Linked DNA regions of Mus musculus: region 2 is linked to region 1. Evidence: chromatin contacts called from public HiChIP or PLAC-seq data. All regions are on one chromosome and are shown on one strand. The core of a region is the stretch at or near the end of the contact, and the rest is flanking DNA. Distances in the headings are between cores, read along the strand shown.

What was found. HiChIP or PLAC-seq counts read pairs in DNA pulled down with a chosen protein or histone mark.
Region 2: a contact with region 1 is called in a FOXA1 HiChIP or PLAC-seq map of pancreatic cancer cells. The contact joins two enhancer-like sites. A contact is called at or near these places in 1 of 115 datasets of contacts at active chromatin or transcription factors (pancreatic cancer cells) and 2 of 9 other capture datasets (liver and pancreatic islet).

Annotation. Positions count from the first base shown.
Region 1 is chr16:3,806,444-3,810,016 of GRCm38.p6, reverse strand. No RefSeq gene overlaps it. Among named protein-coding and RNA genes, the nearest start is that of Olfr15, 31 kb to the left of the region's middle. Within about 2 kb of position 1,861, at least 12 of the 459 cell types and tissues checked have an H3K27ac peak or open chromatin away from gene starts, as enhancers often do. A contact at or near this core is called in pancreatic cancer cells, where this site is marked.
Region 2 is chr16:4,027,759-4,031,331 of GRCm38.p6, reverse strand. No RefSeq gene overlaps it. Among named protein-coding and RNA genes, the nearest start is that of Dnase1, 7.5 kb to the left of the region's middle. Within about 2 kb of position 1,856, at least 36 of the 459 cell types and tissues checked have an H3K27ac peak or open chromatin away from gene starts, as enhancers often do. A contact at or near this core is called in pancreatic cancer cells, where this site is marked.

The DNA of each region.
Region 1 (3,573 bases), core at 612-3,111:
ATAGTACTACCGGAGGATCCCGCAATACCTCTCCTTGGCATATATCCAGAAGATGTTCCAACCGGTAAGAAGGACACATGCTCCACTATGTTCATAGCAGCCTTATTTATAATAGCCAGAGTCTGGAAAGAACCCAGATGCCCCTCAACAAAGGAATGGATACAGAAAATGTGGTACATTTACACAATGGAGTACTACTCAGCTATTAAAAAGAATGAATTTATGAAATTCCTAGCCAAATGGATGGACCTGGAGGGCATCATCCTGAGTGAGGTAACCCAATCACAAAGGAACTCACACAATATGTACTCACTGATAAGTGGATATTAGCCCAGAAACTTAGGATACCCAAGATATAAGATACAACTTGCCAAACACATGAAATTCAAGAAGAACAAAGACCAAAGTGTGGACACTACCCTTTTGTAGAAATGGGAACAAAACACCCATGGAAAGAGTTACAGAGATAAAGTTTGGAGCTGTGACGAAAGGATGGACCATCTAGAGACTGCCATATCCAGGGATCCATCCCATAATCAGCTTCTAAACGTTGACACCATTGCATACACTAGCAAGATTTTGCTGAAAAGACCCAGATAGAGCTGTCTCTTGTGAGACTATGCCGGGGCCTAGCAAACACAGAAGTGGATGCTCACAGTCAGCTATTGGATGGATCACAGGGCCCCCAATGGAGGAGCTAGAGAAAGTACCCAAGGAGCTAAAGGGATCTGCAACCCTATAGGTGGAACAACAATATGAACTAACCAGTACCTCGGAGCTCTTGTCTCTAGCTGCATATGTATCAAGAGATGGCCTAGTTGGCCATCACTGGAAAGAGAGGCCCATTGGACTTGCAAACTTTATATGCCCCAGTACAGGAAAACGCCAGGGCCAAAAGGGGGGAGTGGTTGGTTAGGGGAGTGGGTGTGGATGGGTATGGGGGACTTTTGGGATAGCATTGGAAATGTAAATGAGGAAGATACCTAATAAAAATTAAAAAAAATCTCTGTCCAATCTATATGCCCAGCCCTCTAGACAAAGGAAAATTTTTCAAGCTTTTTGACCCAAAGCTTCTGCTATGACTCAAAGCAAGATACCTGCTAGCTGCTTTTTCTATAATGTGGATTTCCATACACATTATAAATAGTGGTAATAATAATATATCTAAAACTTTTATCTCTTCTTGTAAACAGAATATTCATATATGCTTTAGATCCAAGGGAGTCATAGACTTGGGTCTACCTCTTACTGTCAAATAAGTACTGCTTGTGTTCCCTGCCCCGCTGCTTACCTCTGAGCCTGTGGTCTCTCTCTCCCCTGGTCTCTGGACTCCTCCCCTCTCACAAATACCAGGACTATGGGCCTGAAAGGTCCAAATGTATAATTTTCCTTTAAGTTCCTAAACTTAACCTTCTGCTCCTAGTCTAGAGACTGGCAGACACCATCCAGAAACCAGCTACAGACTACAAACTTCCAAATGGCTGTGTGCCCTGGACATACTGAAAGCTGATGTAAACCAGTCCAGCCAATGCGATTGTGCCCTGTCTCCAGCTGGGTCAGCAAACAGATGCTTCTGCTGAACCCCCATTGCTTGATCCCTCTCCCCAGCTTTTGGCTAGCATTCCAGCTTTCTTAGGCCCTGACAGCCACACCTTCATTTCAGTAGGAAGCAGTTATGGAAGAGAGCATGTTGCTTTTATCTTCTACAAAACCCGGTTAGTTATCAATAATTAACACAAAAGGGAAAAATGAAGGGAACAGGGAACCAGGGCAAGAAAACCCTGCCCCTGACTTGACCAAGACTGAGATCATGGCCGAAGGACCTGACTCTGTCTTGACCCAAACACAGCTTGAGACTTGGAAATCCCTGCCCCTATGACTCAGCTTTCATGGCCAAACAATACTTCTGTCTGTGCTGTACTTCTGCCCTGGCTCACTGTGAATGCCTCCCCACCCCTCTACCCCCACAAAATCTTATTCCTCCCACAACCCTCTGCTGTCTCTCTTCCCATTTAGATGTGGTTGCAACCTCGTGATTCTCCTCAACCAATCTCTTGTGTGAGGTTTGTTGTGTGGTGTGACTTTGTGGTACTTCTTGGTTCCTAATCACCAAGACACCTTTGTAAATCTTATGGCTCTGAAGGGGGAAAAGACTTCCCCAAATGAGGCTTTTGCAGCTCTAAGGGAAACGCTTCCCAGATGGAAGTGTTACAGCTCTAAGGGAGAAGGTTTTCCCAATGGAGGTTTTGTAGATCCGAGGGAAAGGTTTCCCCAGTGGAGGTACTGCAGCTCTGAGATGGGAGAATTCCCCAGTTACAGTTCTAAAAGGAAATGTATCCTGGTACATTGGAGCCAAGGAAAGCCACAAGGTCACACCACACAACAACCCTAACACAAGAGATTTTTTGGGAAAGACACAAGGAGATAGCTGCTCCTGCTTGGTCAAGCAGCAGAGAACTGGGGAGAAGATAGGTGTACATGGGGGTTTTCAGGGGAGGAGTGTTTGGGATGAAGATTTCTAGGGTGGGGATTAGTGATATTTCAGCTCCTGAGCTTGGAGCAAGCTCAGGGATTGGTGGGTGGAGTGTTCTGAGTGAAAATGGCCCCCATAGACTCAGAGGAAGTGATATTATTGGAGGTGTGCCCTTTTGGAGGAAGTGTGTCACTGGGGGTAGGCTTTGAGGTTTCAGAAGCTCCAGCCAGGCCTAGTTTGACTCTTTTCCTGCTGTCTTTGGATCCAGATGTAGAAGTCTCAGCCACTTCTCCAGTACCATGATGACATAGACTGCTGTAGGCCTAACCCTGGCATCTGTTGTTTTGCTCTTAAACCTGTGTGTGTGTGTGTGTGTGTGTGTACGCACGCTACTTTGTGTATAAACCTACAAAGTAACAGGTCTCCTTGTGCCTTTTTTTTTAATAGCTCTGAGTTTTTCGTTGGTGCCTACTCCTCCTCTCCTTAATCTTCCTGTTCTCCCTCCCTACCTAAGCCCTTCCACCTTAGCTTTGCCCTTTTCGCTGTTACCCATGTTTTGGTACTGTCCCTAATGTTCTCCCCATAGCTTCTTTCTCCCCCTCACATCTGGGTTGGTTCTAGTTTCTTGGCATCTATACTCCATCACCTTCATGTAGGTGCTATCTATAAAAAGGAGAAGCTAAGCCGGGTATGGTGGCGCACGCCTTTAATCCCAGCACTTGGGAGGCAGAGGCAGGTAGATTTCTGAGTTCGAGGCCAGCCTGATCTTCAGGGTGAGTTCCAGGACAGCCAGGGCTATACAGAGAAACCCTGTCTTGAAAAAACAAAAAAGCAAAACAAAACAAAACAAAAAAAGAAGATAAGATTCACAGGAAAGACAACCTGTGCTGCTTATCTTTCTGAACCTCAGTTACTTTACTGGTACAATATTTCTCAGTTCCATGCATTTTTCTGCATATTGAATTTCAGTTTTTTTCACTCTTGAATAAAATTGCATTGTGAATATGTACTATGTCTATATTATCCATCCTCAGTTGATAGACTTCTAGGCTGATTCTATTTCCTAACTATTGAACAGCAATGACCGCAGATGTGAAGTA
Region 2 (3,573 bases), core at 607-3,106, 220 kb before region 1:
TTAAAAAAAAATGTTTCTGGGACATGGTCATTCATATTTCATAAAAAACATTTAAAAACCCTTTATAAAATTTCCTTAAAACAGAAAGCCCTGAGTCATACAGGCTGAAACAGTGTAGCATCCAAGAATAGACTTAAGATTGAAAACTCAGAGTTATTTATCTCTGAGATTTGCATCTCAGAGTCAGGGAGGTAGAGTCTTGCCCATGCAAACAGTGAGCAGCTGGGGTCTGGGTTGTGGGGGGGGGGGGGGAGTTTGAGATGGGGACTTATCCCGAGCTTTTGTCCCTGCCAGCAAGAACACACTCGGGACAACCGGAATCTTCTGCGGCAAAGCTTTATTGCTTACTTCTCAGGAAGACCCCAACCCCAGAAAATGGAGTCGCTTATATAGCCCTCAGCCATGGCGTTTCAGCACCTGATATGGTGTGTCAGCTCCTGATTTGTTGCTCGCCTATCACCCCACTACTATGCTCCGAGATGGGCAGTGACTAGGAGTGAGTTCACTCTCACACCTGCGCACAAGGCTTGTTTACTAGTTAGGCACAGCGGAGGCCAGCGCCATCTTATAATGGCGATTGCTCGCGTCACGCACGGCTCTCCACAGGGACTAATGGCAACTGATGTGCAGAGCTCTCTGGCCTTGCTGGGCTAGGAATGCCACCCCTAGCCTCAGATGGGCATCCTTACCTTCCAGTCATAATAGACCATAGGTAGCAGGCACTCCTGCCTTCCCTGCCCATCAGTCATGGTGACCCCACACATCTCCAGGTTCTTATCCCTGAGACCATCCTCAGAGCTTGTTCTCCAGATGCACCCTGACTCCTACCTCTCCTTGTAGTGCATCTCTACACTAACTCCATTAGCAATGGCCCTAAGGCGTCCTTGCTCATCAGAACTAACCATACTCCACAGGCCTCCCAGAACACCTCATACATTTGTAATCAGATCTTTGATCACATTCTTCTCCTACTTAACATCTGTTGTCAGGTTCTCATTGCCCTCCCCATGAAATCAATGCGTACCGTGACCTATGGGCTAAGGGCGCCAGAGCTCAAAGCCTTTCTCTTCCCCTTGAGCATTGAGTCTGTTCTTGTCACTCCAGGTTTGGTTTAAATGTGACCTCTTCTAGCAAAACCATCTTTCCCTGTAGTCCCTAGCCCCAGCAACAGCTCAGCTTCCGTTTCCTCATGGCCCATGTCACCTGTTTATTTTAAGGTGCTGAACACTTGTTTATTCTTGTTTCCAGCCAGCTTCTTGTCAATACCAGCTTCTTGAGGCAGAGGCCATATTTCTCCTGTCTGTGGAAGTCTCTGGTGCCTTCAGCCCATCACAGAAAGCTGTGGGATGACCAAGCTGCAAGCTTTCCTACTCTGCTCCTTCCAGAGATACTGCCTCCCGATATGCATCCTTTGTCTGGGGACCCTGCAGAGACACAGAGGAGAAAGCAGTAGGGACACCCAAATAGCACTCACAACATCCATGGCACTGGCCAGGAAGCTCCCAGGGGTGTGGTAGCTGCTGTAGCCACAGGACTGTTTTCTCTCAGCCACAGGGTATACTCCTCGGGGTCAATGTCCACTGATCCCTTAAACACAGCATCCAGGGACAAAGGCAGTGGCCATATCTTTGCTATCACATTGCTTTGTTTCCAGAGCAGGCCCCAGATAGTTCTCAGTTCAGCAAGCTGCCCTTGGTCCAGGATCCAACCTAGGCTCACTGGCCCTACTCACTGGAAAGATGCCATTAACCTGAGTGGAAAATTCCTCAGAACAACAGCACCTGGGTTGCTCAGCCCTACAGCTGCTGCACAGTCACGCTTGGCCAGTCATGCCGAGCCCAGCACACCAGTGAACAGTTGATGTTCAACTGTATGGCATTTGAGATCAGTGCCGCCCCCGGCAAGCTCTGCTGAGGCCCCTCCCACACACACCCCTACCCTTGTTGCCACTGCTACTGACATCATTCTGCACTGCTGCTTTTTAGGGGACATGTAAGTGGAAGGGAGGTTATAGAAAAAATGCTGCAGAAGTCAGTGCCCTTGTAGCCTAAGCCCATGGGCAAGAAGAGAGCTTGTGTTCCCAATGGGCACATGACGCAAAGCTGTTGAGTGTAATGTTACATTTGTACCATCCAATTCACATTGCACACCTTGTTCCTCTTCAATTTCTCTCCACTAATGACCTCTTAGCACACACACACACTTGTGACCAGTCTCATACTCAACAGGTGTGGTGGTTTCAATAAGAATGGCCCCATATTGGCTGGGCAGTGGTGGCACACGCCTTTAATTCCAGCACTTGAGAGGCAGAGGTAGGCGGATCTCTGAGTTCAAAGCCAGCCTGATCTACAGAGTGAGTTCCAGGACAGCCAGGGCTACAGAGAAACCCTGTCTCAAAAACACCAAAAAAAAAAAAAAAAAAAGGCCCCATAGACTCATATGTTTGTGTCATAAAGGGAGTGGAACTGTTTAAAAGGATTAGAAGGATTAGGAATGGTGGCCTTGCTGGAGTATGAGTGACTTTGTTGGAGAAAGTGTGTCACTGGGGTTGTCACTTTGAGGTTGCCAAAGGTCATGCCAGACCCAGGCTCCCTCTTAGCCTGATCAGGATGTAGCTCTCAGCTGCTGCTCCAGAGCCTGCCTGCATGCTACCATGTTCCCCATCATGCTGAGAATGGAGTCAACCTCTGAAACCATAAGCCAGTCCCAATTAAATGCTTTCTTTTATCATAATTGCCTTGGCCATGGCATCTCTTTACAGCAGCCGGACAGAGGATAGTCTAAGCTCCACAAGAGTTAGGATACAGGCAGTGCACCCAGATTACCACAGCATACCTAGAACCCACTGTGTGAAGGAAAGGGCAGCAGACCTTTCCTAGGCTCTGGAGCAGACCACAGACTGACATGAGGCATTCCAGTGCAGTCCTCTGTTCCCAGTCCAGGTGGGTGAGCGTGAGACTGCAAAGCATGGCTGTAACACGAGAGAGGGTGAAGGAGGCCCTGGGCACTGGCAGATGAAGATGCTCTGAGAAACCACACACAGTGCAGTAGGCAGAAGCCAGAGAGCTGTAGGGCAGCCATTCTCAGGAGTCATGTGCCATCTCCATGGAGAGGAGGCCTCCTACACCCAACCTTGAGTGTAGCACCCTGAGGCCAATGGTACTACAGACAGTGACCCCTCTGTATAATAACCACTGTTGGTCCAGCTCTGCTCAGTCTATCCTGGGGGAGGCAGCTGGTCTCAGACTCCCCTATCCTGGTCCTGGCCTCGTGGCTGTGCCGGTTTCTACTTCTGTTCTGTTTCAAAAATAAGACATTTCTCTGTGTAGTCCTGGATGGCCTGGAATTTGCTATGTAGATGAGGCTGGTTTTGAACTCACAAAGATCCACCTGTTCTGCCTCCCAAATACTAATATTAAAAGCATGCACCACACCAGGTGCTCTGCTCTTTGCAGCAACAGTAGGCCCAGTCCAGGCAGTCCTGCCTCACGTGTGAGGAGAACATGGTTTCCCCGTTCCTTGGAGGGCATCTCCCACACCCCATGTTCTCTTCTCTTAACCAACCCTTTCTCT